Linked DNA regions of Mus musculus: all the other regions are linked to region 2. A link is a contact called in public HiChIP or PLAC-seq and promoter capture Hi-C data. All regions are on one chromosome and are shown on one strand. Each heading gives the region's core, a stretch centred on a gene start, on an enhancer-like site or on the middle of the called end of the contact. The rest is flanking DNA. Distances are from core to core; before and after follow the strand shown. Region 1 holds the start of Psmc3 (proteasome (prosome, macropain) 26S subunit, ATPase 3). Region 2 holds the start of Ckap5 (cytoskeleton associated protein 5). Region 3 holds the start of Mdk (midkine). Region 4 holds the start of Mybpc3 (myosin binding protein C, cardiac). Region 5 holds the start of Spi1 (spleen focus forming virus (SFFV) proviral integration oncogene). Region 6 holds the start of Slc39a13 (solute carrier family 39 (metal ion transporter), member 13).

The links. Promoter capture Hi-C pulls out the DNA fragments that hold promoters and counts their contacts. HiChIP or PLAC-seq counts read pairs in DNA pulled down with a chosen protein or histone mark. Capture Hi-C pulls out chosen DNA fragments and counts their contacts.
Region 1: a promoter capture Hi-C map of adipose tissue shows a contact between it and region 2. The contact joins the promoter of Psmc3 here to the promoter of Ckap5 in region 2. A contact is called at or near these places in 8 of 39 promoter capture datasets (the HPC-7 cell line, the SN4741 cell line, cranial neural crest and 4 more), 3 of 115 datasets of contacts at active chromatin or transcription factors (astrocytes, effector CD8 T cells and large pre-B cells) and 3 of 9 other capture datasets (adipose tissue, embryonic stem cells and liver).
Region 3: a promoter capture Hi-C map of liver shows a contact between it and region 2, with 2.6 times the contacts expected there. The contact joins the promoter of Mdk here to the promoter of Ckap5 in region 2. A contact is called at or near these places in 5 of 39 promoter capture datasets (the HPC-7 cell line, cranial neural crest, hematopoietic stem and progenitor cells and 2 more), 1 of 484 Hi-C or Micro-C datasets (embryonic stem cells), 1 of 115 datasets of contacts at active chromatin or transcription factors (embryonic stem cells) and 1 of 9 other capture datasets (liver).
Region 4: a promoter capture Hi-C map of hippocampal neurons shows a contact between it and region 2, with 4 times the contacts expected there. The contact joins the promoter of Mybpc3 here to the promoter of Ckap5 in region 2. A contact is called at or near these places in 6 of 39 promoter capture datasets (the 3T3-L1 cell line, hippocampal neurons, liver and 2 more), 7 of 115 datasets of contacts at active chromatin or transcription factors (embryonic hindbrain, embryonic limb bud, embryonic stem cells and 1 more) and 2 of 9 other capture datasets (embryonic stem cells and liver).
Region 5: a contact with region 2 is called in an H3K27ac HiChIP or PLAC-seq map of microglia, with 11 times the contacts expected there. The contact joins the promoter of Spi1 here to the promoter of Ckap5 in region 2. A contact is called at or near these places in 12 of 39 promoter capture datasets (the 3T3-L1 cell line, the C10 cell line, the HPC-7 cell line and 7 more), 2 of 115 datasets of contacts at active chromatin or transcription factors (bone marrow-derived dendritic cells and microglia) and 1 of 9 other capture datasets (pancreatic islet).
Region 6: a contact with region 2 is called in a promoter capture Hi-C map of adipose tissue. The contact joins the promoter of Slc39a13 here to the promoter of Ckap5 in region 2. A contact is called at or near these places in 16 of 39 promoter capture datasets (the 3T3-L1 cell line, the C10 cell line, the HPC-7 cell line and 9 more), 1 of 484 Hi-C or Micro-C datasets (embryonic stem cells), 4 of 115 datasets of contacts at active chromatin or transcription factors (astrocytes, embryonic stem cells, extraembryonic endoderm stem cells and 1 more) and 4 of 9 other capture datasets (adipose tissue, embryonic stem cells, liver and 1 more).

What each region holds. Positions count from the first base shown.
Region 1 is chr2:91,052,696-91,057,121 of GRCm38.p6, forward strand. Psmc3 (proteasome (prosome, macropain) 26S subunit, ATPase 3) reads left to right here and starts at 1,321. Exons shown (of 12, transcript NM_008948.2): 1 at 1,321-1,636; 2 at 1,880-1,963; 3 at 2,284-2,409; 4 at 2,763-2,867; 5 at 2,953-3,015; 6 at 3,210-3,347; 7 at 3,963-4,106; 8 at 4,217-4,365. The coding sequence starts at 1,553. It also overlaps Gm13778.
Region 2 is chr2:91,524,312-91,528,417 of GRCm38.p6, forward strand. Ckap5 (cytoskeleton associated protein 5) reads left to right here and starts at 2,451. Exons shown (of 44, transcript NM_001165989.2): 1 at 2,451-2,539. It also overlaps the pseudogene Gm13770.
Region 3 is chr2:91,930,142-91,934,404 of GRCm38.p6, forward strand. Mdk (midkine) reads right to left here and starts at 1,718. Exons shown (of 5, transcript NM_001012336.2): 1 at 1,553-1,718; 2 at 1,231-1,307; 3 at 955-1,113; 4 at 677-838. The coding sequence starts at 1,306. It overlaps Dgkz (diacylglycerol kinase zeta), which reads right to left. Exons shown (of 32, transcript NM_001166597.1): 29 at 4,025-4,145; 30 at 3,915-3,948; 31 at 3,602-3,701; 32 at 2,686-3,384. The coding sequence ends at 3,268. Gm39876 (a long non-coding RNA gene) reads left to right here and starts at 2,076. Exons shown (of 2, transcript XR_866530.3): 1 at 2,076-2,158; 2 at 2,496-4,263.
Region 4 is chr2:91,116,860-91,121,330 of GRCm38.p6, forward strand. Mybpc3 (myosin binding protein C, cardiac) reads left to right here and starts at 1,285. Exons shown (of 35, transcript NM_008653.2): 1 at 1,285-1,358; 2 at 2,304-2,570; 3 at 3,119-3,217; 4 at 3,297-3,404; 5 at 3,493-3,641; 6 at 4,166-4,283. The coding sequence starts at 1,310.
Region 5 is chr2:91,093,470-91,097,993 of GRCm38.p6, forward strand. It overlaps Spi1 (spleen focus forming virus (SFFV) proviral integration oncogene), which reads left to right and starts at 3,209. Exons shown (of 5, transcript NM_011355.2): 1 at 3,209-3,524. The coding sequence starts at 3,480.
Region 6 is chr2:91,067,387-91,071,868 of GRCm38.p6, forward strand. It overlaps Slc39a13 (solute carrier family 39 (metal ion transporter), member 13), which reads right to left and starts at 2,929. Exons shown (of 10, transcript NM_026721.3): 1 at 2,769-2,929; 2 at 1,045-1,353. The coding sequence starts at 1,345. It overlaps Gm39874 (predicted gene, 39874), which reads left to right and starts at 2,965. Exons shown (of 2, transcript NR_166131.1): 1 at 2,965-3,120; 2 at 3,680-4,237.

The DNA.
Region 1 (4,426 bases), core at 71-2,570, 470 kb before region 2:
TTACAACCTGTGTAACTTTGAAAACATCTTTAGACTAAATAAAGCTTATTTCTGTAATTAACTAAACTAGTATCTAACATGACCATAAATGTCATTATTTATGGGTAACTAATTACTAACTTGCCTTTCAGATTATCCTAAACAGTTTGTAATAGCAGCTTTCAGGGACTAGAACTTGGGCTGCAGAGATGGCTCAGTAGGTAAGACTGCTCTTCTGAAAGTCCCAAGCAACCACATGGTGACTCACAACCACCCATAATGAGATCTGACACCCTCTTCTGGTTCATTTGAAGATCGCTACAGTGTACTTATTTATAATAATAAATAAATCTGCCAGTCAGTGGTGGCCTTTAATTTCAGAACTTGAGAGGCAGAGGCAGAGGCAGAGGCAGGTGAATTTCTGAATTCAAGCCAGCCTCGTCTATAGAGTGAGTTCCAGGACAGCCAGGGCTACACAGAGAAACCCTGTCTCGAAAAATCAAAATAAATAAATAAAATTTTTTAAAGGACTAGAACTTTACAGCACATGAGTTGTGTAGATATAATACTTTAAACAAGAGTAGAAACATATATACAGTACATTGTAACAAAAATAACTTCCCTATGTGGACAGTTAGATCTGCATTAATATTAGTAGAAGCAATGGTTTATCTGGGTTTTGTTAGGCTATTTTTGTTTAAGACTCACAGTGTGACCAGAATAGCTAGAAATACACTATGTAGCACAGGGTGGCCTTAATATGCAGCAATCCTTCTGCTTCATCTTTGCAGTGGCTCAGTGTCTGTGATGACAGGCATGTGCCATCAAACCTAGCAGTTTCTTTTCAACCTTTCTCTTTCTTTCTTTCTCTTTCTTTCTCTCTCTCTCTCTCTCTCTCTCTCTCTCTCTCTCTCTCTCTCTCTCTCTCTCTCTCTCTCTCTCTCTCTCTCTCTCTCTCTCTCTCTCTCTCCCTCTCCCCCCCCCCTCTTCCTCCCTCCCTTTTGTTTTTGGTTTTTGAGACAAGAGTTTCTTTGTGTAGCCTTAGCTCTCCTGGACTCACTCTAGACCAGGCTAACCTTAAACTCAGAGATCCGCCTACCTCTGCCTCCAGAGTTCTGGGACTAAAGGCATGCGCCACCACACTGGACATTTTGCAAATCCGTGAATTCCAAGTTTACCTGGGTTCTTAGATTGCACCGGCACCTGTGCAAACTCCTTTTCAGTTATCCGCCAGGCTAAAAACTGCATTTCCCGAAAGACTCCGCGGCTTTCTCCTGCCTCCCGCCTCTTCCGGTTGTGCAGCAAGCCCCGCCCCGCCTGTACGCCGGCCAATAGCAGCCCAGCCCTCGCTCCCGCACAAACCGGAGCAACCGGCGAGCCACGGGGCGGGCCCTGTAGCCTCGGTTTGGTTCGTGGAGTCCCAGCGGCAGATTCGCTCGGAGACGCGGACAGAACCCGTTCTGTCGCGTCAGGAATCGCGGGTGAAGTTCTCCACGGGTGGAGAGAAGACGTTGAGAAAGGCTGCGCTGGGCTCCCTCAGGGGCTCGTGCGCACTCCCAGTTTCGGCCTCTTCATGCAGGAAATGAATCTGCTGCCGACGCCCGAGAGTCCAGTGACTCGGCAGGAGAAGATGGCGACCGTGTGGGATGAAGCTGAGGTGAGTGTTGGGAGACCTGAGGGGCGTCCCAAAGTTTGGGCTATAAGGTTAGACGTTCTTGGAGGCCGGGAAAGGAGGTGGCTGGAAGGCCAGGTCCGGTCTGGACTGGTTGCAGAGCTTCTTGGGTTGTCCCGACTTCATCCTGCTGTTGGGTTAAGGAAGCAGGCGCTGAGGGGGCTGTGGGACCGTGGGATGGCAGCTCTGAGTTACAGTAAATAAGTACTTCTTCTCTTATTTGAACAGCAAGATGGCATTGGGGAGGAGGTGCTCAAGATGTCCACGGAAGAGATTGTCCAGCGCACACGGCTGTTAGACAGCGAGATCAAGGTGGGCTCCTGGCTCCGGTGCAGGCAGCGGAGTTCTCAGATCTCCATTTTACAGATGAGGAACCCGAGGCTCAGAGAGGGATGAATTCACACTCAAACCCATGGAAAATACCTAGCCCTGTCCCACAGCCGCTTTGTCAGGAGGTTTTCCCACTGGCCTCTTGTCCTGACCTCTGCAGTTTGGACATGTACAGGCTGGGCCTTCAGAAAGCCTGAGATCTGGTTGGATGGGTCTCCCGGGTAACCTGGACCTCATCTATTAGAGGGCTGTAATGAATGCAGGCTGAATCAGGGTTGAACATTGGTTTTCTCTTATCCCAGATCATGAAGAGTGAAGTATTGCGAGTCACCCATGAACTCCAAGCCATGAAAGACAAAATCAAAGAGAACAGTGAGAAAATCAAAGTGAACAAAACCCTGCCGTACCTTGTCTCCAATGTCATCGAGGTGTGTGTCTGTGTGTGGGAAGAGGAGGAGGCAGGAGGCTTGGAGACATCTAGGGATGGGGCCCATAGGGTAGAGTGTAAAAAGCAATGTTTAAGTCTGCAAAGACCTTAGAAGTGTCACAGATTTCTGCCATTTTCTTCTTTTGTTCCTTCTTGGGGCAGATGAACTTTGCAAACAGAAGCAGCACCTCAACAAAGGTGTTGTCAACCCCCTAACACATCATCTATGTTTATTAAGCTTAAGGCTAGACTGAGGAGGGAAGGAAGGCCTGTGGCCTTGTGGGTTTAGGGAACTGTTTGAGCACACACAGTAGTGGATTTTGGGAAGGGAACTGAGCCTATTTTCTTTCTTAGTTGCTGGACGTTGACCCCAATGACCAGGAGGAGGATGGTGCCAACATTGACCTGGACTCTCAGAGGAAGGGCAAGTGTGCGGTGATCAAAACTTCTACCCGACAGGTAAGGTTGGCTCAGTCACAGTTGGGCAGGGGGCAGCATGGGGGAGTTTCCGTGTAGCTACGACTGCCTGTAACTCTTCCTACAGACATACTTCCTGCCAGTGATTGGGTTGGTGGATGCAGAAAAGCTGAAGCCAGGAGACCTGGTGGTGAGTGATACCTGCGCACGGGCAGGGATTCTCCAGTAAGCTGCCTTGCCACTGCTGCAGCGACTCTGTCTGCAGCCTCTTTGATTCTTGCAATTTGCCAGTGCTGTAGCTCTCTGTTTAGACTACAAATCACTGTCCTCTGGAGCATTAGACAGAACCGGGATAAACACAAAAGCTCCATGCTCTGTTCTCAGGGTGTGAACAAAGACTCCTATCTGATCCTGGAGACCCTGCCCACTGAATATGACTCTCGGGTGAAGGCCATGGAGGTGGACGAGCGGCCCACGGAGCAATACAGTGACATCGGGGGCCTGGACAAGCAGATCCAGGAGGTAAGGGAGGCCATGCCAGCCTTTTTACTTTTTCATCTAACTGACCAGAGTGTATTCCCTTACTGTGGGAAGGAAAAAGAAAACAACCAAGACAAAACAAAGACTGTCAGGTGCTCGAAGCCTGGATTCCAGAGAGATTGGAGATTGTCCACATAAAGGGCCAGAGCAAAAACTCCACTCAGGCTCCCAGTTTTTGCCCCAGTGTCTTCCTTCCTTCCCTCCCTCCTTCCTGTGTGTGTGGTGTAAGTACTTGTGTAAGTGCTTACATACACAGAAAATGTCAAATAGCCTGATCTGTACTCTACTCTTCCCTATGATACATGGTCCCTGGCTGGACCTGGAACTAGGCTGCAAACTCCCGACTCTGACCCACAGCACCCAGGTTATGGACTTGTGTTTTATAGGCCTGGATATTTACATGGGTGCAGGAGATTTGAACTTAGGTCTTCATGCTTGCACAGCAAACACTCTTACTCTCTGAGCCATGGGACCAGTGCAGACCAGGTGTGAGAGGAGAGAAGACTCCTGCATTAGAGTAGGAAAGATGCAGACTAGATTTGGGCTGTAGGATCCCTCAGGGCATCACTTTCCTCACCCAGGACTTCTTCCTGGCAGCTGGTGGAAGCCATTGTCTTGCCTATGAACCACAAAGAGAAGTTTGAGAACTTGGGTATCCAGCCCCCAAAAGGAGTGCTGATGTATGGGCCGCCTGGAACAGGGAAGACTCTGCTTGCCCGAGCCTGTGCTGCTCAGACCAAGGTGTGTGGGGGTGGGGGGCAAGGTGGGGGTAGGGGTACTTGCAGCTGTATGACATAGGCTTGACTCTTTGGGCCTCTTGTGCCTTTGCTCTGATCTGTCCCTTCTCTCAGGCCACCTTCTTGAAGCTGGCAGGCCCTCAGCTGGTACAGATGTTTATTGGAGATGGCGCCAAGCTGGTCCGTGATGCTTTTGCCCTGGCCAAGGAGAAGGCACCATCTATTATTTTCATAGACGAATTGGATGCCATTGGTACCAAACGGTAAAGGACGGCTAGGGACTTGAGGGTTCTTGGGGTGAGGGGTGAGCTGGGAGCACAACTC
Region 2 (4,106 bases), core at 1,201-3,700:
CACCTCCTGCAGTGAGGACAGATTCCAGGGGAGCAATTCTACTGTCTTTGCTTTCTATGGCCGGGTGGCCAAGCTGCGTTAGTGTTCTCATAAGACAATTGTGTAACAAAAGGAGCCCCTGCTTGAGGGTCTCCAAAAATTCTACTAGCTGCTTTTAGTAGCCTACCCACAAACTCCTTGAGGGCACAGTTCCTCTCCTTCCTTACATGTAACTGTTCTTCCCACCTCTCTTTCACTCCTTCCTCTCTTGCCCCTGTAGTCTCACTCTACAGAAAGCAATTCCCAAATCAATACCACTTAAGACTTAATCTAGTCTTCCAGCTTCTTTCGTAAGCCTACTTAGATGATTCCATTTAAACATCTCGTTGGTACCTGAGAGTAAACAAGCTTAAAACTGGCCTCTCCTCCCTTCCCGTGAGACAGGCCTCTCCTGATTTTCCACTTCCATTTGGGCAGTAACAGCCCTCCCAGGCTCTGGGCTCTAATCCTGACTCTTTCTTGGACTCATTTTTCAAAATAGGGCCCACCTCTGCTGTGATGGCTGTTCCTGGTTGTCAACTTGACTACATCTGGAATGAACCACATTGCAGAAATGGGAGGACATATTTGCGATCCAGATCTTGAGGTTGGAAGACACAGGCTTCTGACCTGTATCTTGACATGAAGATCTTGAGGCATAATGGCCATGAAAAGCTGAGGCCCAGGCAAGGTAGTACACCCCTTTAATCCCAGGGGACTGGGACTCTGGAGAACTCTGACTAATACACAAGTTGGTACCTAGAGTGCAGTGTTCTATGGACATCCCATAATTTATATGGCCATGTGATTTCCAGATTTCTGTTTCTAATATCCCAGTGGCTCAGTAACATTCTTACACTTTTTGTATATGTGCATAATAAATGCCTCTTAGTAGCATTACTGAGCTAGAGAATCTGTAGATCTCAAAATTGTCCTCCTAGAAATTTGCACTCAAATTTAACAGTGAGGTTGAGCATTTGTGTCTCCAAATCTTTGTTCTGAGACAACATCCTACAGCCCCGGCTGGCTTCCAATGCACTACATAGCTGAGGCTTGCCTCAAATCCCATACTCTTGCCTCTACCCCTAGAGTGCTAAAATTACAGGTGAGACCCACCATACTCACATCTTTCTTCTCTAACTCTTGGGTGTTTGTTTCTTTGTTTCTTAGGTTGGTTTTGGTTTTTCAAGATAAGGTTTCTCTGTGTAGCCCTGTGTAGTCCTGGAACTTGCTTTGTAGACCAGGCTGGCCTTGAAATCAAAGATCGGTCTGTCTCTGCCTTGTTATATTAAATCCTCACATTAAATTTGTAAAAAAAAAAAATCATTGTTATACACGTGTCTGTAATCCCAGTACTTGGAAGGTGTAGGTAGAATGATGCTACAAATTTGAGGCATCCTGGTCTATGTGCCAGTTCCAGGTTAGCTTGGACTACAGAGTGGAACCTTGTCTCAAAGACTAAAACAGTGCAGGCAAGATGGCTTAATGGGTAGAGGTGTTTGCTGTCAAGTCTGGGGACCTGAATTTGAGTTCCTGAAGCCATATTGTGGAAGGAGAGGACTGGTGCTTAGCAAGTTGTCCTTGAACTTCCTTGTACCACACCCCATAGTGCACATAAATGAAATGTAGTAAAATAGATTTTTGACAATCATATTTCATCAAATGAATCCTCTCCTTTTCATAAGCACAAGCATTTGTGAAGTAAATCTTGTAGTTCATAAAGGCCATTCCTAGACTCTCAGCTTGTTGTACTAAATCCTTACATTAAATTTGATTTTTTGTTTGTTTGTTTGGTTGGTTTGTTTTTTGAGGTAGGATTTTTCTGGCTGTCCTGGAACTGGCTCTGTAGACCAGGTTGGCCTCAAATTCAGAGATTTGTTTGCCTCAGATGGGATCAAAGGCGTGTGCCACCACGGTCTTTAATTTAAACTTGTAAGGAAATTTAAACATTTACATTAAATTTGTAAGGAAAACATAATTATCCCATTTCCTACACAAAGAAACAGAGGTCCAGATCAACTGAGAAAAGTGATTTGTTCAAAAGAAGTCCAAGACTACAATTTAGCATTCGAGGCTCCTTCCACTACATCTCAGTTGCCTCTTGCTTTCCTCTCAGCACAGAATGATTGCAAGCTCTCCAAAAAAAAAAAAAAAAAAAAAAAAAGGTGTGGGAGGGAGATGTTGACAGCAGTTTAAACATCAGTAGGTAAAGGCAACGTGATCATGACTGGAAATGCAGAGTTTTCCACACACCTTTCGCTCTTCTATCAGAAGCCTTGGTAGCCATTCCTCCAGCCACTGGGTGACAAGCACCTGACCCGCAGCCCTGGGAAACACAGCTGCGCGCGTTCCCTTTAAGGCCGCAGGCGGCGCGTGCCCACAGCTCTTTCAAACGGACCAATAAAGGGGCGATAGGCGGTTCTCCGAGGACCAATGAACAACGAGGACACTGCGGGGTGTGCGGCGGCCCAAGCGGTTTTAAACGGCTTAGAGCAGGCCCCTCGGTTCTGACCCGGCAGAGGTGAGTGGGCAGTGGGTCTCACCTGCCGGCCTGGACCCTGGGGACCCGGCGTCGCGCGCGCTAGAGGACCCACGGCCGCGGGCGGGGCCCCCGCGGACGCGCGCCTCCGCGTTCTCGCGAACCCGGCAGGTCTGAGGCGGCGGAGCGGGGCGGAGGCCTGGGAGCCCGCGGCTGGCAGGGCGGGGGGCGTGGGCGCTCGCTTGTGTTGGTGACCCGGGCTGGGGGTTCAGGTGAGCAGAGCACGCGGCGGGGGAGCTGCTGCAGCTTCGGAGGTTCGCTGGCGGCCCCGGGCCGCGCCTGAAGGCTGAGCTGTCCGAGGCCGGGGCGGGGGCCCTGCCGGCAGGCCCTTGGTGGAGGAGTGCGCCTCGCGGAATTGTTAAATGAATGAACAAGAGCACGGGAGGGCTGTGGTGGGTGTGAAGGGCCTAGTTGTCTCCTCCGAGCCGGGACCAGAGCCTGGTGCCTGGGCCTGCCTCCATCCCTGCGTCCACTACCTGTGATGATTTTGTAAGGATGCTGTTCATTCGCCGCCCCGCCCTTGGTTTTCTCCCTCAGAAAGTGTCAGCAGAGTTCAGGGATTTTGCAGCTCTGAAGGTTTCCGGCACCAGTACAATAGCCAGCAGGGTAGGTGAGCCAGGCCTTGCCGCTAGGTGAATGAGATTCTCACTTTTTAGCGCTTAGCAAATCCTTGTTGAGAGAGCTGCCCAAAGTCGTGGTAATTGCTATGCAAGATTGAATGCATCCCATTTTGTTTCTTGCGGAGGGCAGGATGAAAGAGATGTTGCCAGAGAGGCTGCTGTGTGTAAAAGAATATATTCTTGTTGATGAATCTTAACAATGAGTTTCTGATTCAGCACCAGTAGAGGTTTTTGCAGAACTTGTCCCAAATTTATGCATGACTCTTAATTCTCCTAGGAACCAAGGCATTAAATCTTGGCCCAGATAGGATGCTTGTATTACATTATGCATAATTATAGAACTGGAAACTCATTTTTAGAAAGGTGAAATATTTTTTCTCCATTTTCATCACCCTGAAAACATCTTCTGTGACCTAAAGAGCGAGAATATAAATCAAGTTAATGGTCATTTGAGACTTTTCTAAAGTGACTGGTCAAGTACGATTTAATAAAGAGAAAATCAAAATCAACTTTTTTTTTTCCAATATAAGTTAAATCACTGTAGTAAGCCTGTAATGAAAAAATTGTACACAAAACTTTTACTTTTTTTTTTTACCTGGGGCTGGAGAGAGGACTCAGTATTTAGGGGGCAATGGTTGCTTTTCAAAGGAGTTGGGTCTAGTCCCAGCAGCCACAACCGTTTGTAACTTCAGGACCATGGGGACTGATGCCCACTTCTGGCATCCATGGGTGCTGCATATACGTGATACACACACACACACACACACACACACACACATACACACTGGCAAAACACCTATACATATACATATTTTTAAGGACCTTTTGTTTATTTTTGTGAGTGGGTGCATATGCTTGGTGTCAGGCAAATTGCCTGACGTCTATCGTGTGGGTCTGGGGACCAAACCTTAGTTGTCAGGCTTGGCAGA
Region 3 (4,263 bases), core at 468-2,967, 410 kb after region 2:
AGTGCGGTGGGTGACCTAGCTCGGACTCACCAGACAACGCAGACATGTCCATCAAGGAGAGAAAATCCTGCCCCCTAGTGGTGACTGACCAGTTCACCTGGAAGTGGTGGGAAAGGGCAGCCATGTGATATGAAACCTTTCTTTATTCGTTCAACTTTTTAACCCTCGCGCCCCCCCCCCCCCTTTAAAGACAGACTCTCAAGTCTCTCAGTCTGTAACCTTGAACTCAAGGCAGTGTTACTGCCTCAGTCCTGAAGTGCCGCTTTTTACAGGCACGAGCTACCAAGCCTGACTTTCAACTTTCTATTTTCATCTAGGATCAGAGTACTCCAAGTTCCTCACCGGGGAAATGGGCAGAGTCACCTCTGCCCTGCTGGCCTCAATAGCTGTTGGGAGTCAGGTAGCAGCATGTACCTTTGGGACAGCCTTTCCATAGTTTTAAGCGCAGAGTTAACTCCTCCCTGATCCCACCCCACCTTCCTCAGTTGACAAAGACAAGCCTTTCCCAGGAACCCAGGTCGGATGATCCAACAGAAAGAGTAGTTCCTACTTGGGCAGAGGGTTTAGCATCTCCTGAGAGTGGCCCTCAAGTGCCTGCCCATTCCTAACTTTAAGACTGCTCTGCAGAGACAGAGCATGGAGTAGCCTGGCCCACAACCCCACCATATTCGCTGACCTTTGGTCTTTGACTTGGTCTTGGAGGTGCAGGGCTTAGTCACGCGGATGGTCTCCTGGCACTGGGCATTGTACCGCGCCTTCTTCAGGGTCCCTTGGCGGGCTTTGGTGCCAGTGCTCCCATCACACGCCCCCCAGCTCTCAAACTTGTATTTGCAGTCGGCTGATGGGAGAGTGGCCCCACGGTGAGAGACAGGAGGGTTGTGGATGTCCTCCCTGCCTCCGGTTTATAAGGACATACCCTCTGGCTTCCCGCCCTCCTCCCGCGCGCCACCTCACCTCCAAATTCCTTCTTCCAGTTGCAGGGCACCTTGCAATGGACGCGCTGGGTCTGGGCCCCACAGGTACCCTCGCGGAAGCCCATGCCGCAGTCCTTGCTGCTGGGGGTGCAGGGCCCCCAGGTCCACTCCGAACACTCGCTGCCCTTCTTCACCTTCTCTACAGGGCGCAAGGAACAAAGTTAAGGACATGGCGTGCCGGACCAGCACTTGGTCACACGGCCTGCCTCACCTGCCCACCCCAGCTTTTACTCCTGAGCCCATCCTATCCCATCACCTTTTTTTTTGGCCACCGCGGACGTGACCACCAAGAGGGCAAGAAGGGCGAGAAGGAAGAAGCCTCGGTGCTGCATCCTAGGGGTAAAACCTGGGTTAGAGTTTCTCGCCTAGTCTCTTCTCCGCTAGGAACCGCGGGAAGGACCTCCCACCCTTGACTGACTTGTCCCACTTTCCAGGCCCAAAACGTCGGACCGACAAGGGGGAGACGGAGGGAGGACTTGGAACCGATGTCTCAGCGTACCCCCACCCCCACCTCAGCCCCCTTGGTGGCAGAGCAGCCGCCTGAAGGGACTGGGGCCACAGCCACTGCGTGCGCTCACTCGCTCACTGCTCGATGCTTCGCTCCCTCCCGCTCCGGCCTGTCCCGCTAAGGCCGCTAAGGCCCCTTTTGTCTCCAGAACCGGTCTGAGCCGGTCACATGGGCCCCCGCCCCTCCCCCCATCCCGTGGAAGGACCCGCCCCCTCCCCCCAAACCCGCACCTCCCCAGACCCCCCTAGTCCCCGCCTCCACTCCCGCCCCTCGCCGAGCCGGGACTCCCGCGTCTGTGCCTCTCACCTCTGATCTCTGGGTCTCTGGTCCTGGAGTTCGGTTTTACCAGTGCGCTTCTGGCTCAGGTCCCCTCGTAGCAGGCCCAGCTCTCTATCCCCTCCCCTTCCCCTGGTCTAGGCCTGTCTATACTTTTCCCTCTCGCAGCCTGTCAGCTCTCAGGTCACCACTTCGCTTGCCCACCGCGGGCCCCGGGAGTATGTCCTGGTGTCACAGGCTCGGGGCGGCCACCGCACCCGCGAACCTTCCCTTCGAGGCCCGGCTCACCTCCGGCTTGGTTTTTTTTTTTTTTTTTTTTTTTTAATCAGTTCACTCAGAGTGCAAGAAGGGTCTCTGATGTGGCAGGGAGCTGGGTACCTGGGACCTCAGATGGCTCCGGGTGAGCAAGGCTCGAGAGCCTTTTTCTAGTGCAGGTTTGGGGGAGGAGGAGGAGGGAAGGGCGTTGGGGGGGATGGGGAAGCACATAGAAATGAGTTTGGTAAATCTTGTCGCTGACAAGAGCTGTCTGAGAAGTTCCAGACCGGGCTTCCCCCGGAGGTGATAACCGCCCACCCCTGACCCTGGGGCCTCAGGCTCACCTCAAGCAGATCCCCCCCCCCCCCCCCAGTACAAGCCAGGGGGAGGGGACTGCTCCAGGGCACAGGGCCAAAAGACCAAAGAACCCAAGCCTGGCCCCCGCCCCACCTCTTTTACTTTCATTGTTATCATCCCTGCAGGAGCGGGAAAATCAGCTCCGCCCCAGGCGCTGTGAGCCTAAGGCCCTAGGCAGAGGTCAGGATCGGGGCAGACCCATCTCCCGAAGTGATCTGAGATGTTGGTGGCCATTTCCCCGACCCCAAGGATTACCCAGCACACACCATTGCTCATGTGAGTCCCCCACAACAAGAAAAAAAGAAAACAAGAAAGGAAAAAAAATTCACTTTACTGAGTCACACCCAGCTGTAAACAAGTCACCGTGGGAGCCCCACCCCCCACCCCAGGCCATACAGTCCGAAATGAAATGGCTGGATACATGAGGAGGAAGACCAGGGTAGGTGCCAAGCAGGGCAGCGGGCAAGTGAATACAGCAGGCTCTTGAGTTTCTGGGATGCCCAGGGTGGGTGGATCAGAGAGGAGGGTTAGGTACCCAGAACCCTCCAGAGAGCCCAAAGGATCAGGTGGCTTTTGAAAGTCCTGCTGAGTGCAGGCCTCCCTGACATCGATGCTGAGCTCTGTCCAGCCCTTCCATCTGCTGTGGTGAGCTGGAGGCTGCCCTGAAGGGAGGGAACCAGCCAGCCCAGCCTGTTTCCTGTTCCCCATGAAACCAGGGACAGGTGAGAGTCCAGCTCCTTAGAGTCCAGCCCTAGATCTGAACAGCTTCTCAGGGGGTGGCACGGGGCTCCTTCCCTGTGGCAGGGTCCCCCCATAGCCATCTGACAGGAATGTGGCAGTGAGATGGGCAAGGAGAGTCCTCTGGTAGTGTCCCTTGTTGATCCATGGTCCCCTTAACTACACAGCTGTCTCCTGGTCCTCACGCTGGATCATCTGGTAATGCTGTCTGTTCTCCAGGTAGGCAGCGAGCTCTGTGTCTTGAGCCTTCTCAGCGCGCTGCCGGGGAGTGTCGCCCTGGAAAAGGGTGGAAGGGCCCCCAAGGCCTTAGGAAAGGGCAGGGGTTCTTCTACGGAGCCAGAGGGGGAGGGTATCCTCAGAGGTCACAAGCTTTCCCCCTGCTGGCTCAGGTTTCTCAGGGCCTGGACTGTGTTGGCTCAGAAGAGCTTGAAATTCCCTAGCCCTGCCCCCAAGTCTGGGAAAGGGTGAGTTTGTGCTCTGCCAGGCAACTCACCTGCAGATCTGTCTTCATGAGGGAGGCCCCGGCTTCCACAATGTAGTGGCAGATGGTGCGCTGACCCAGGGCGGCTGCCTGGTGTAGACAGGTCTCCCCACTGGGGAACAGGGGCTGGTTGTAGACACTTGCAGTTCTCTAGGCCTGCCCAGCAGTCTCCCAACAGCCATTAGAAAGGGCAGGAGTTTGGCAAGAGGGGGAAGGGTGCTCAGTGCTAGCCACAAAGGGTTCTTGGGCTCTGGGTGACCAAATGGTTAGACCTGAAGGAAGGTGGTTTTCTGGTGAACCAGGGGCCTGTGTCTCAGATACTCACTTCTCCTCCACAGCATCAAGGATCTCTGGAGGTGCTGCAGATAAAAGGAAAGGGGATGCTAAGAGCCTGGCTCCCCCTTTCTCCCTCCCAGCCCCAGCAACGCAGCTTACCATGATCCAGCAGATAGCGGACCACTTCCTTACTGCCAGTGCTGACCGCGTGGTGCAAGAGCGTGCGGCTCTTCTGGTCACGGTGCATGAGGTCACCTCCTGCTCGGTGTAGCTCCTGGAGCTAAGGGCAGTGGGCAGGGTAGAGCAGGGCTGGATCACCCACCCTTCACAGGCATGGACCCAGGCACAGGCTCACTTAAGTTACTCCTTAGGCACTTCTGAGGCTTTGGTTTTTTGGT
Region 4 (4,471 bases), core at 35-2,534, 410 kb before region 2:
TCTTCTTCTTCTTCTTCTTCTGGCTCTCAAACACCAGTTCCTTAAACATTTAAACAAATTTTTTGCCTGCGTATATGTATGTGTGCCATGTGTGTGCCTGGTGCCTGCAGTCTAGAAGAGGGGTGTTGGGTCCCCTGGAGCTGGAGTTACAGATGGTTGTGAGGTATTGTGTGGGTGCTTGGACCGGAACCTGAGTTCTCGGCAAGAACAAGTGCTTTTAATCACTGAGCCTTCTCTTCCAGCCCCAGACCAGTTCTCTGGACGACTCGGAGATAAGCATAGCAGTGCATACCCAGAATAGCAGCACTTAGGTTGAGGCAGGAGGATTGTCATTGGTTTGAGACCAACCTGGATTGCTAGTTATAGCTTCAACACACACACTCATGCACATGACTTAGGAGCAGGTGATATGACTCTAAAGTAACTAAAATTGGGTGGAAATCACGGCTAGGTTTCTATTGACTGGAAAATGCTTATATGTGAACTCCCTCCTTCTGGTATAAGCTATCTATTCTAGTCTAGAATTCCTTAATGGAGATCCCCGTCATTTACTTTTTCCCCTGTTACACCTGATGAGCCTGATCCAACTGAGGGTCACAGAACAAGAACAGTGGCAGTGGGGTGGCAGCTGGGGGGATTTGGAATGCTCTGCATTCATCTTTGGTTAGTCCTTGTGACTTTAGCAAGAGCTAGCTCTGCTCCTGTCCTCTACTTGGGAGGACATTTAGAGATCCACTCCCATGCCCTCGCCTGCAGGCTCGCCTAGTTTGTCCCTTGTGTGTGTGGGGTGGGGTGGGGGGGACTAACTCCCAGCAGATTCCCTCCCTGCCTAACCCTCCGCCAAGCCCACTCAGGATTCCGTGGTCCAAGGCCAGCCCCTGCCCCTTGTGGTGCAGTAATGTGTGCCAAAGCTCTGCTGACCAAAAGAACAACAGCAGCTAGCCCTGGATACCCTCTCTCCCACCCAGCACCTGTGCCCTCGATCTTTAGCTGTGGGTGTCACGGGCCAAGAGCACCTCGACAGTGTAATTTTCTGGTGGCTGGATACACAGACAAAGGTGGGGCTACCCCTGAGATCCATGGAGGAGTGGAAGGGCGGAAGCTATCCAGTCCTGCTGGGGGTGGGGAGGAGAAGCCAGAGGACCAAGTGGCTCTATCTTCTCCATGAAGATACCTCAGCTGGATGGAATTTGTCTATATTTAGCAGGTGGCTAGCAGGAGGCTGATAAGCAGGGCTGGGGAGGGGGCAGTCCTCATAAATAGTGAGAACACAGGACACTGTTCAGTCCCTCCTTGGGTGGCCTGCTTGATGCCTGGTGTGACTGTTCTCAAGATGCCGGAGCCAGGGAAGAAACCAGGTAGCTCCACGTAAGGGTTTGGGTCAGTGGTGCACACGGCTTGTGGGCAGGGTTAGGTACCGGTGTAGGATGAGGCCTGTGGGTTCCAGGAAGGGACAGGATGGTCCTCTTTGGGCTTTGTCTAATTCTCTGCTTCATTCCCCATCCCTCTAATGAGATCAAGGATAAACTCGGTGTCAGGGCCACTGAGAGATGACTTCACTAAGTCAGGAAGAATCCAGGGTCAACAGCCCATTCTGTCTGGACCTGTATTTTCTTCTTCAGCCAGGGTCCTCAATTCAAGGAGCTCAATTTAGGCTCCAGTGGAGCTGAGCCCCTGAGCTCAGTTTCTAAGGGTACTGAGATGAGGGGGTAGCGACCCTTTCCAGCTCTGAGTGTCTGCCACATGAGCTGGAAACCCTAGGGTATTCACATGAGACCTGGCTCCAGATGTGGGGGGACAGTGCCTCTCTTCTCTGGAATAGAACAGGCAAGCCAAGGACAAAGACTGTAGCCAAAGACCTGGACCAGGCCAACACCCTTGCAGAGGTCATGGGGTCAGGGATCCAGTCCCCAGCCCCCAGGCCCCTGCTGCCTTATCTCAATTGCTCATTCTTAGTCTGAAGCCCTCAGAGGACAAATTTAGCTATATCCCAAGTAGGCAGAGTGCTGGGGCCCTTGCCAAGGGTTCCACAATGGGAAGGGAGGCTGGGCCTACCACTGGTGTTCCCAAGCAGGAAGGTAGGGACGTCTTATATGGTGGTGGGGACAACAGCCTGGACTCTTTCATCTGTCATTAACCTCACCTGACCTGAGACATAAATATGGCTGCACCCACCCCATAGAACTGTTGGAGCATTAAACAAGTAGCTTGGGGTGTGCTTACTACACAGTCTTCTTGAAGAAGGGTGTCGGGGGTGGGGTACCAGGGAGCCTACTTCCTGCAAGTTCCATCTGGCTCTTCAGTGTCAGCCTTCAACAAGAAGCCAAGGTCAGCGGAGGTGACCGCTGGCAGTGCTGCCGTGTTCGAGGCTGAGACGGAGCGGTCAGGCGTGAAGGTGCGGTGGCAGCGGGATGGCAGCGACATCACCGCCAATGACAAGTATGGTTTGGCAGCAGAGGGCAAGCGACACACACTGACAGTGCGGGATGCGAGCCCTGATGACCAGGGTTCCTACGCGGTCATTGCAGGCTCCTCAAAGGTCAAGTTTGACCTCAAGGTCACAGAGCCAGGTAAGAGCTTGCTGACCTCGCCCCGGGGCCCTGAACTCAGAGTCCGGGGCATGGACTCTGGGCACTGGCAATGCTGTAAGCCAGAAATGCCCGTTCTGCTCTTCTGCTCCAAGATCTCTCTAAGCATTAGTTGTGGCTGCAGCTCTTTCTGCACTGTGGAGGTGGGAACCCGAGAGCGGTGTTCTAGGAAGGGTCCACTCCCATAGCAGACCCAGAGCCTGGTCACCCAGATAAGGACTTGGCTAGCTGTATGTGTTAGTGGGGAAATCCTAAGAGCTTGGTGGTGGTGGTGCTGGGTCAAGGCCAAAGCTCGGAAAGGGACAACAGATGGACCACAATGCTGCTCAGAGCAGAAATCTGGACATGGGACAGGTGGATCGTGAGTGCTGGAGGACGAGAAGCAAGTTGGCTCCTCTTCTTGGAGTGAGGCCAGTGGCTAAAAGAGCCTAGGATACTGCTGTACAAGTGGAATGTATCTTAGGTGGGACATAGGTCTGATATCCGAGTGGAGGGCTCTAATTAGAAACTGTTCCATGACCCCACCTCAGCCCCTCCAGAGAAGGCAGAATCTGAAGTTGCTCCAGGAGCCCCCAAAGAAGTCCCTGCTCCAGCCACTGAGTTGGAAGAAAGTGTCTCAAGTCCTGAAGGTAAAGAGGGCTGGACAACGAGGGACAGGCCAATGGATGGGGAATATCCCAGGACAGACCTCAAAAGCCTTCTTTTCAGGGTCAGTCTCGGTAACCCAGGATGGCTCAGCTGCAGAGCATCAGGGAGCCCCTGATGACCCTATTGGCCTCTTTCTGATGCGACCACAGGATGGTGAGGTGACCGTGGGTAAGTGGGAACTTTGTGCTCATACTCGGGGTTAGGGGAAAGGAAGCCCCAGAGGACCAAGGTCGGAGAAGTCACCTTTCTCTTGCAGGCGGCAGCATTGTCTTCTCAGCCCGAGTGGCTGGGGCCAGCCTCCTGAAACCGCCTGTGGTCAAGTGGTTCAAGGGCAAGTGGGTGGACCTGAGCAGCAAAGTGGGCCAGCACCTGCAGCTGCATGACAGCTATGACAGAGCCAGCAAGGTGGGACGCCTGGTCAGGGGCATGGGGAGCCAGGGAGTACAGGCATAGGGAGGCTGGGAGACTGGGAAGCAGGGCAGAGCTGAAATGTTCAGCCATACCAGCTGCACACTGCACAAAACAGCTCCCAAGTGGAGCCACCTGCCATCTGCTTGGACTTCTATCATGGTCATGTGCAGGCAAGAGCCCGTATGGGTCTTTTATTTTATTTTTTTTTTATTTTGTTTTTTGAGACAGGGTTTCCCTGTGTAACCCTGGCTGTCCTGGAACTCACTCTATAGACCAGGCTGGCCTTGAACACAGAAATCCGCCTGCCTCTGCCTCCCAGAAGTGCTGGGATTAAAGATGTGCACCACCACTGCCCACCCCATCATGGGTCTTGAAAGGTGGATGCTTTCTTTAAATTATAGAAGCGCTCTGTATGTGTCAGCCCTGAGAAGTGAGCTTGGCAGGCTTTGCCACACCCCTTCTCTTTAGGGACGCAGGGCCTCTCCTGTCCCAACCTTCCTTCATCCTCCTGCTCACAGGTCTACTTGTTTGAGTTGCACATCACAGATGCTCAGACCACTTCTGCTGGGGGCTACCGCTGTGAGGTGTCTACCAAGGACAAATTTGACAGCTGTAACTTCAACCTCACTGTCCATGGTGAGGGAGTCCTGGGGTCTCGTCTGGTCTTGTGGTCTTCATGGGTCCTGGTCCCTTGGGCTTGTCTCTATCTCCCAACTAGAGAGGGTGACTAGCTGTGGCCAGAAGCCAGTGCCGGTCACCCGAGGTGTGAACGAAATGCATGCTTTCAGGAGAATCGTGGGAGCAAGTCAAGGGTGGGATGCTGT
Region 5 (4,524 bases), core at 1,959-4,458, 430 kb before region 2:
GAAAGAGAAGAGAAGAGAAGAGAAGACAAGAGATGAGAAGAGAAGAAAAGAAAAGAGAAAAAAACTTTTTAGAGAATTATTTATGTGATCAAGGTTGTTTTATTTTTATTTTTTTTTCCTATATGTGCATCATGTGTGTGCCAAAAGAGGACATTGGTTCTCCTGGGACTGGTGTTACATACAGCTGTGAGCCACCATGTAGGTACTGGGAATGGAGCATAGGTCTTTTGCAAGGGCTACAAATCTGTCAACCACTCTGTCATCTTTCTGGGTACCCCTGGCTCTCTTTTATGGGCTGCCTCAGGCAGACATAGGACAAAAGAATGATTCTTTTCCTGGAGGCCTTTGAACCTTATGCTTTGGGAACACATCCTACCTGGTCTCCTGTCTGTGATCATCAGATAAATCTCTCACTCCCCGCTTAGAACAAACAGAAACTCCATTGATGATGCTGTATTTGGCCCAGGCTCCTGGGCTTAACAGTAAAGGTTTCCCATCATGCCTTTCTCCCAACCACAGCGATGGCAGCTCACTGCTCCAAGTTCTTCTCTAACTCTCTGCCTCCTCAGTCAGTCTGCATTGTGTGATAGCCTCTGCCCACTGTTCCCAGGATGTCCTTTCTGTGACTCTGATCAAATGACTTGGCCCCACACATACCCACTCCCCGTCTCTTGCATTCTCTCCACAAAGCCCACAATCTGTCTGCACATCTCCCCACGGGCCTGTTTGTGAGCCTTTAGGTCCAGCTCATAGAAATCGCTGAGTGAAATGTTTGTGGCTGGATGAACGCAGAAATGAGTACACATGCTCATAGAGAAAATAAGCTAGGGTCTGGGGATGAAAGCTGACAGAGAGGCTTTCCCACACTTAAGGCCCCGAGTTCAATCCCCAGCACCACATAAACTGAGCAATTGGATGTGGTGGCCACGTCTTTGAAGGTGGAGGCAGGAGGATCAAAAGACCAAAGTTATTCTCAGTTATTAAAAAAAAAGTTCAAGGATAGTCTGGGCTAGAGATCCTAAGAAAAACAAGGTGGGGTGAGTGAAGGGGGGAGGGGGGAAGAAGGAAAAGAAGGAGAGAGAGAGAGAGAGAGAGAGAGAGAGAGAGGAGGGAAAGAAGGATGGACACAAGTTGAGGAAGGAGTGAAGCGAGAAAGGAAGGAAAGAAGAGTTTAGGGTTTGGCAAGGGGCTCCCTCCAGCACCATCGAGGCAAAAATGAGAAGATAAATACAAATTTGAAGATAGCCTGGTCTATACAGCAAGCTCCAGGCTAGCCCAGGATACCATAAGCAAGATCTTACTAAAACAATCCAAAGCAATGGATTAATGAATGAAAATAACAGTTGGGGCCTGGTTCTCACATCCCAGACCATTCTCCCCCTATAATCCAGTTACCTGGAGCTCAGCCTATTTGGTGGAAACATGAAGAACTACAACTGCTGGCGTAGAGTGAGTTTGTGTCTTCCCTAACCTCAGAGAGGGGCCTGAGTCAGGTTCCTGGGAGCCCTGAGGACATGTGATCTGGACCCCCTGGGGAGTCCCAAGTGTGTCTGCAAGAAAAGAGAGGATGGAGGTGAAGGTGATGGTGGGACCCTTCCTTTTCTGCTGGCAGTAAGAAACTACCGGGGTATATGGAGGGATCAGGCTAGTTTTTACATAAAGCAAGAGGTTAAAGTATACACAGGAGGAAGCTAATTGACCAAGAAGTTCTCCTTAGACAGGGGACTGTGGCATACACTTTAAAGCCCAGCACTCGGGAGGCAAAGGCAGGTATAGAGCGAGTTCCGTGACAGTCAAGGCTACACAGAGAAACTGTCTCAAAAAGACAAAAACAAAACAAGTTCTTGCTCAACCGAGCAGTCTCCCTAGAGGTGTGTGTGTCCTTGGAGTCAGAAGTGGGGGACAGGTGTGTGTGGAGGAAAAGAACTATTGCTCTACTCTCTAGACTGGATGTCTGAAGGACAGGAAACCCTTCCACTTTCCCAGAACTCAGCATAGAGCTTGGTTAACATAGGGAAGATGCATGGATGGATGGATGGATGGATGGATGGATATGTAAATAGGTAGACTGATTAATAGTTAAGTGGATGGATGGGTGGATGGATGGTTGGATGGATGGATGGATGGATGGATGGATGGATGGATGGATGGAAAAGTGCATTGAGAATAGATAAGTAGATGAGTAGACTGGGAGATGGATGGATATAGGCAGACTAATGAATTAATGGATATATAGATTAAGTGAATAGATGGATGTGTGGGTGGAAGAATGTATGTGTAGACAAATGATGGATGGATGGACAGATGGATGGATGGATGGATGGATGGACAGGTGGCCAGATTGACAGAAGGTCATATAGTAGATAAAGAAATAAAAATACAAACTGTTAGCAGATGGATGGGCTGATGTACGGACAGACAAGTGGCTAAATGAGCACGTTGCTAACCGCGAGGGTAAGCAGACGAGCTGACTGGCAGCTCAGAAATGAGCAGTTGGTTGAACAGAGATGTGTAGACGGATGGGTGGTGTGATGGGCTGGAGAGATGAGCAGACAATCAGAAAGAGACAAGGATAGGAAAACAGAGGAAAGAAGAAACGTGCGAGGAAGGTTTATAAAGGAGGAAGTCTAGATCGTAACGTTCAAGGGTTGGAGAAACCGGGAGAACTGGGCTGGGAACAATGTCCTTAGGGATCTGACACCAGCTGTGGTACTTAGCTGGGAGGGGAGGGGATCAGAAGCCAATGTCCTTCCCAATTGGAAGGGAAGCCCACTTGAGAAGTCTGGAAAGGAGATAAAATGTGGGAGACCCAGTGTCTACTGTTGGCCCTAATTGGCTTAGGACGATCTAGCAGATATTGCAGGGCCTACAGGAAGAGCCAAGCCTGGCAGCCTTGGGACCAAAGTCCTCCACCTGACAAATTCACCCTCAAAATTAGGGATCCACGCTCTCGCTATTCTGACCCCCCGAAGAGGGGACTCTTGGCCACCAGAGGGGACTGAGAAGAAATCGGTATTATTAGGCTAAAAGAACAGTGGACTACTTCAGCAAGGCCTAGCGACCGGAGCAGCAGAAGCCTTCCATGGTAGTGCTAGCCTTTCTCCCTCCCAGCCCCAGTTTCCTCTGGGCAGGGGCCTGGCCCCCTGTCTTCCCAGGGCTGCCCTTTGAGAACCACCTGCCCCAGCCGGCCAGAGACTTCCTGTAGCGCAAGAGATTTATGCAAACGGGCTGGGGCGGTGATGTCACCCCAAGGGGACTATCTCCCAGTGGCAGGCCCTTCGATAAAATCAGGAACTTGTGCTGGCCCTGCAATGTCAAGGGAGGGGGCTCACCCAGGGCTCCTGTAGCTCAGGGGGCAGGCCTGAGCCCTGCGTCTGACCCACGACCGTCCAGTCCCCCGACGGGGCACCTGGTCCTGAGGGGGATCCGCCTTGATCCCCACCGAAGCAGGGGATCTGACCAACCTGGAGCTCAGCTGGATGTTACAGGCGTGCAAAATGGAAGGGTTTTCCCTCACCGCCCCTGTGAGTACTGGGGCTTCACTACCAGCCCAGCCTGGGGCTTTGGGATGTGTGACCATCTGCCCACTAACCCACCAGCCCACCCGATGCCCTCCGGCTCCCTATCAGTGGGAAGTTGGTGTTTCCTCCCCGGAGCTGCTGGTCTGAGACCCAGCGAGGGGCCATTGGCTTCCTTAGAGCATGCCCTGGCGGGCTGAGGGTTGCCGGCTGGCCCCATGGTGGGGCTGTGATCGGTGGGGCCTGAACAGCTATTTATAGATGGGTTCAGTGGCAGGCCGAACTCTAGGGCAGGGTTCTGGGTTGAAGATGGCGAGGGCGGCTCCTGAGAGGCCATGGATGAGGAGATCTGGAGACTGGCCTAGGAGTCTCTGGAGGCAACAGGAGAGGTTTCAACTCAAGACCTGTGGGCTCCTGAGGCAAAGGCTATTAGAACTCGAAGTCACCCGTGGGTCCCCAACATTCAGTTTGTGGCCTGGCTGTTGATCCAAGTGTTTGGGCTTTGGGCCTACATGGATCTGAGAGTCTTGGGCAGTGACCAAGACTGGCTTCTTAGGGCCAGGCCGGGCAAGAGAAGAACAGAGCAGAAACCCTGCAGTTAGATTGTGGCTAGAACTTAGCTCAATGAGAAATCGGGTGAAGAATGGACTGGGGCCAGAATGGGACGGAGATTGGGACTGGAGTGAGAAGATCTGGCTAGAGTTAAGGTGGGGCAGGGACAGGGACACTAGCAGGTGGGAGGATCCCACCTGTTCCTCCTGTTTTCAGTGACAGTCACAGCTTTGGGCGAATGGCAGCCCAGAATCCCTTAGAGAGGACCCTCTTGCTTTCTCCTACCCTTGGAGGTGTTGGGGCAGTGAGGAAAAGCTGAGCAGGGCCTGCCCACCTGACTCAGCGTTCCTGAACTAGAGACAGATCTCTTCTCTATCCCTTCCAGCCCTCCGTAGCACCTCAGGCCTGACATCGTAGTCAGTGTCCTGCAACAGGGGCAGGCCTAGTGTGCTGC
Region 6 (4,482 bases), core at 1,679-4,178, 460 kb before region 2:
CTGCTGGACACAGAACCACTATACTACATCCCTAGCCCTTATACCACTAACCAAAACTGGGCACGGACGGGGGGGGGGGGGCTGCAGCACTTGCTCACCTCTGCACCTAGGGTCCACCATGAGCCTTTACACACCTGCCCCTTCCTTGTGCCAGGCAGTCCTCCAAGTGCTTCATCTATGATCTATGAAGTTAGTATGTTCATTTGGGGGAGTTGGGACTTAAACCCAGGCCTTGAACGTGTTAGGTAAGCATTCTAAAGTTCATTTCTTTTTAAAGATTTATTTATTTTATGTAAGTACACTGTAGCTGTCTTCAGACACATCAGAAGAGGGCATCGGATCTCATTACAGATGGTTGTGAGCCACCATGTGGTTGCTGGGATTTGAACTCAGGACCTTCAGAAGAGCAGTCAGTGCTCTTAACCACTGAGCCATCTCTCCAACCCCCACCCTAACCCCTGCAAGCATTCTACTACTAAATGACATGCTCAGCCTTATTATCCCTACTTTGTTTGTTTGTTTGTTTTTGTTTTTGTTTTTGTTTTTTCGAGACAGGGTTTCTCTGTATAGTCCTGGCTGTCCTGGAACTCACTCTGTAGATCAGGCTGTCCTTGAACTCAGAAATCTGCCTGCCTCTGCCTCCCAAGTGCTGGGATTAAAGGCGTGTGCCACCACTGCCCGGCCTTATTATCCCCATTTTAAAGTCTGACAGACTGAGGCAGAGTGAGGTTAAGTAAATTGCCATGTTCTACATAGTTGGTGGGTGGCAGAGCCATGATTTGAGCCCAGGTAGTATGGCAGCCATATTGCCAGCCATTCTTCATAACGAGTCTGGGGAATGTTTGTTGATTGAAATAATAAACAGATGCATGCATGAGTGAACAAATGAATATGTATACCCTATGCGCACAGGACCAAGGTGACACTGGACTCCATGCTAGGCATACTATGTCTGGTGTACCTGGTACATGAGACCTGGCATTTCCCCAGAGCCGGCAGCAGGTTCCCTCCCCTCTGATCCTCAGCTGCTGAAGGGCCACTCACCTTCTGACTGTAACAGGGTCCCCATCTCCAGGGGAATGACCAGCAAGGGGAAAACCCCACTGAGCCCAACCATGAGAGAGCCCAAGAGGGAGCAGATCCAGGTGTCCAGTCGCTCCCCACTCAGCAAAGCCCCCCAGGACTCGCTTTCTTTATTATCCAGGCGACAGGCAGCTGCAGCCCCCAGGCTCCGGAGGGCTGGCTGGGAACCTCCAGCCCTTTCCAGGAGCTCCAGGGCAAGGACAGTGAGGAAGAGGAGCCTTTGGCCTGCCATACCACAGCCAGGGCAGGGACATCCAGGCATGCCGGGCGCTAGAAAACACAAAGACTGCTCACGTGAGCTGCCTCCCTGGACCACACACCCCACTTAGGAAGCACAGCGTCTCTTCCCACCTCTCAACCGGCCATGGCATCCCCCTCCTGCTCACTCTGCAGCGGAAACAATCCCCAGGGTGGGTGCACGGAGCACCCTCTGCCCATCTACACGTCTCCCAAGAACCACACATATTTTCCTTCTGAGCTGGCTCCAGCCTATGTGTCAATGTGTCCGCCTGAGGCTAAACTTTCCTTAATGACTGGGTGAGGCACTGGCTGGGCTCCTTCAGCCACCGGAGGAGGGACCATCCCTGTTGGGTGCCTCTAGCTGCCAGGAGAGGCTTGGCTGCCAGAATGTGCCGGTAAAGACACCCCAGGGTCTAAAGCCAGCACTGTTTAGCTTGATGGCGTGGTACAAAGAAACACAGGTGGGGAAACTGAGTCATAGTCCAAACCTCTTCCTCCTAAATGATCTTATTCTTGGGCACCAAGAGACAAGAGGTGGGGCTGAAGAGAAGAGATGCCTCACAGTTGCCAGAGCCAGAGGCTGTGGTAACTAACTTATGGCTAATTAATTTGGTGCTCTAGATTGTTAACTGACTGTAGTCCCTTATGAGCCTGAGCCTCAGTGTCCTCATCAGGGAATGGATGAGGTAACAGAGCTCCCTAACAGCGATGAATATGAGGTGAACTTGACAATGCAGGTAGCTGCTGGCATCGAGGAGGGAATGCAAGTCCTCTGAATGCCAGGGGAGGTCTGAAGCACTCGCAGAAGGAATGTGCTCTGCAGACTGATGGCAGCCGGATGGGGATGTGAGTCAACCAAGCCAGAAGTTCAATCTGGAAAGTTTAAATGTGATCTGCCCCGTCTTCTACTGGCTGTGACCTTGAAACTGCCTCAGTTTCCTCATCTGCCAATGGATGTTAAGAGAGAAATCATCGGTCTCTGATTGGTGGGCTACAAGCCTATGTCTGGAATCTTCAGGCCATAATTAGTGACCCCTGCCCCAGCCCTCCCCGACCCCTCGCGGCCGCCACTGCCAACACCAGCACAAACAAACGAGCAAAGCTTCACTGGGACCAAGGCAGGCCCTCGCCAGGCCAAGACCTTAGCGGGTCATGCAGAGGCAAGGGGGGACCACAGGTTCAGCAGAGAAGTATGGGGTATGGAGAGAAAGGAGAAAGCAAGAGAAAGGAAAGTCAATAAAATGAGCTAGAATGTCTGGTGGAAGGAGAAGACAAGAAGCGGGGCAGCAGGGAGGGCTGAGGGGCAGAGCGTGGGACGTCAGAGGTAAAGAGCCAAAGAGCAGGCAAGTTCAACTCCTAAACTGAGGACGAGTCGCGACAGGTTTGGGAACTGACACGGTCCATCCCGCCCCGGACGCCGGCCTGAGGGTCCAGCGATCACTCACCGCGCAGTGGCAGAGGTGGCAGCGGCAGCAGATGCAGCGCTCCGGGCGGGCCCGGCCATCCAGCTGCAGTGTCGCGCCCCGCCCCGCTCTGCCTCGCCCGGCCCCACCACTAGGCCCCCAGCCCGGAGCCACCCCCGGCGTGCAGCCACGTCACACGGGACAGTCCGGAACCCGACGCGCGCGGCTCCGGGGGGCTAGACGGAGCGACGGCGGGGGAGGCGCTTCCGCCTCATACCATGGGGGACCCGCGCGGTCAGCGCACTTCCGCTCGGGGCGGATTCTGGGGCTGCGGGGAGAGTAGGACGGAAGTGGGTACCCTCGTGGGCATCGCGTTTAGCCAAGTTAAGCTAGGGTGAGGGCGGCACCCACGCGGGAACCGGGATCAACAGGGCGGCGGGGCTTCAGTGTGGCGTCCTTCTGAGGATGCAGTTCCAGCAGTGGCCACACGGGGGCGCGCACGGCTGCCAAACCGCTCCGTCCCGGGACGAGAGCAGGGCTATGGCTCTCTGAGTCAGCAGGCCTGGCTCCTCCATGAGCTAGGGAAAGGGGAAGTGCCTGCCGCAAGGAGGGGCCTGGCTCTGGGTACCTCAGAAGAGGGAATTTTATTCTTACTCATCGAATTATTTTTATGCTTTGGTTTTTCACTTGGAACCTCAGGCCACCGTCTCCAGGACTGTAACCCTTTGAAGTCCAGTACACGTTTCTAGAGCCTGTGCCCTGGAATTTCAAGCCAGGATACAACAAAGGACTTGGTGTTCTCTTACCCTGACAAAGCTGTACCTGAACTCTTAGACCGAAGGAGCAGTTAGTGGCAATAACAATGGCTACAGTTCTCTGATCTAGGGTAGCCCTTTACTGACCATTTACTCAGTAATCAGTGTTAACTTTACCAAATCGTTTTTATCTTTCAGGTGGGTACTGACTGTTGACCTAGGGTCAGACATATGTCACACATATGGCAGAGGCGGAATTCAACTTGGATGTACCTCTCCCTAGGGCGTGCGATGGCCACCTCATGTCTAAGCTGGAGCTAAGGTGTGGATGTGGCCTAACACCCCCCACTCCTTTGCGATCCGATACATGTTTGCATCCTTCTCTGGGAATCAGCCAGTAACTGACATGGAAGACATTCAGCAGAGGCCGAATGAGTGCTCCCCTGGGCTGGCTGTGACAGAGTGAGGGGCTCATTAGTCCTCACCTACCATTGCGGCTCTCTATGGTCCCTTGTTCCTTCTGGGCGCTCCGAGAGCAGACCGAACTCACACATCACAGTTGATGCCCTACCTCACAGTGTGTGTTTGTGTGTGTGGTTGTTGTTGTTGTTGTCGTTTTACTTTGAGATTGGTTCTATGTAGCCCTAACCCCCTGCCTGTTCTGGAACTTTCTATGTAGATGTGGCTGACTTTGAACCTACAGAGATCTGCCTACTTCTACCTCCTCAGTGCTAGAATTAAATACGTGTGCCACCACTCTTGGTTTATTTATTTATATATTTTTGACATAAGGTCTCATGTAGACTACCCCTAAACTTATTATATAGCAGAGAATGACCTGGAACCTGTGGACTGCCTGGATAGATGTGCCCTCCTACATCCAGTTTATGCAGTGCTGACAGCCTGGGCATTGTGTGTGCCAGGCAAGTACTCTATCAACTACAACCCCAGCCTTTTATACCCCTCCCTCCACCCTCCAACCCTGAGTCAAAGTTTCTCTG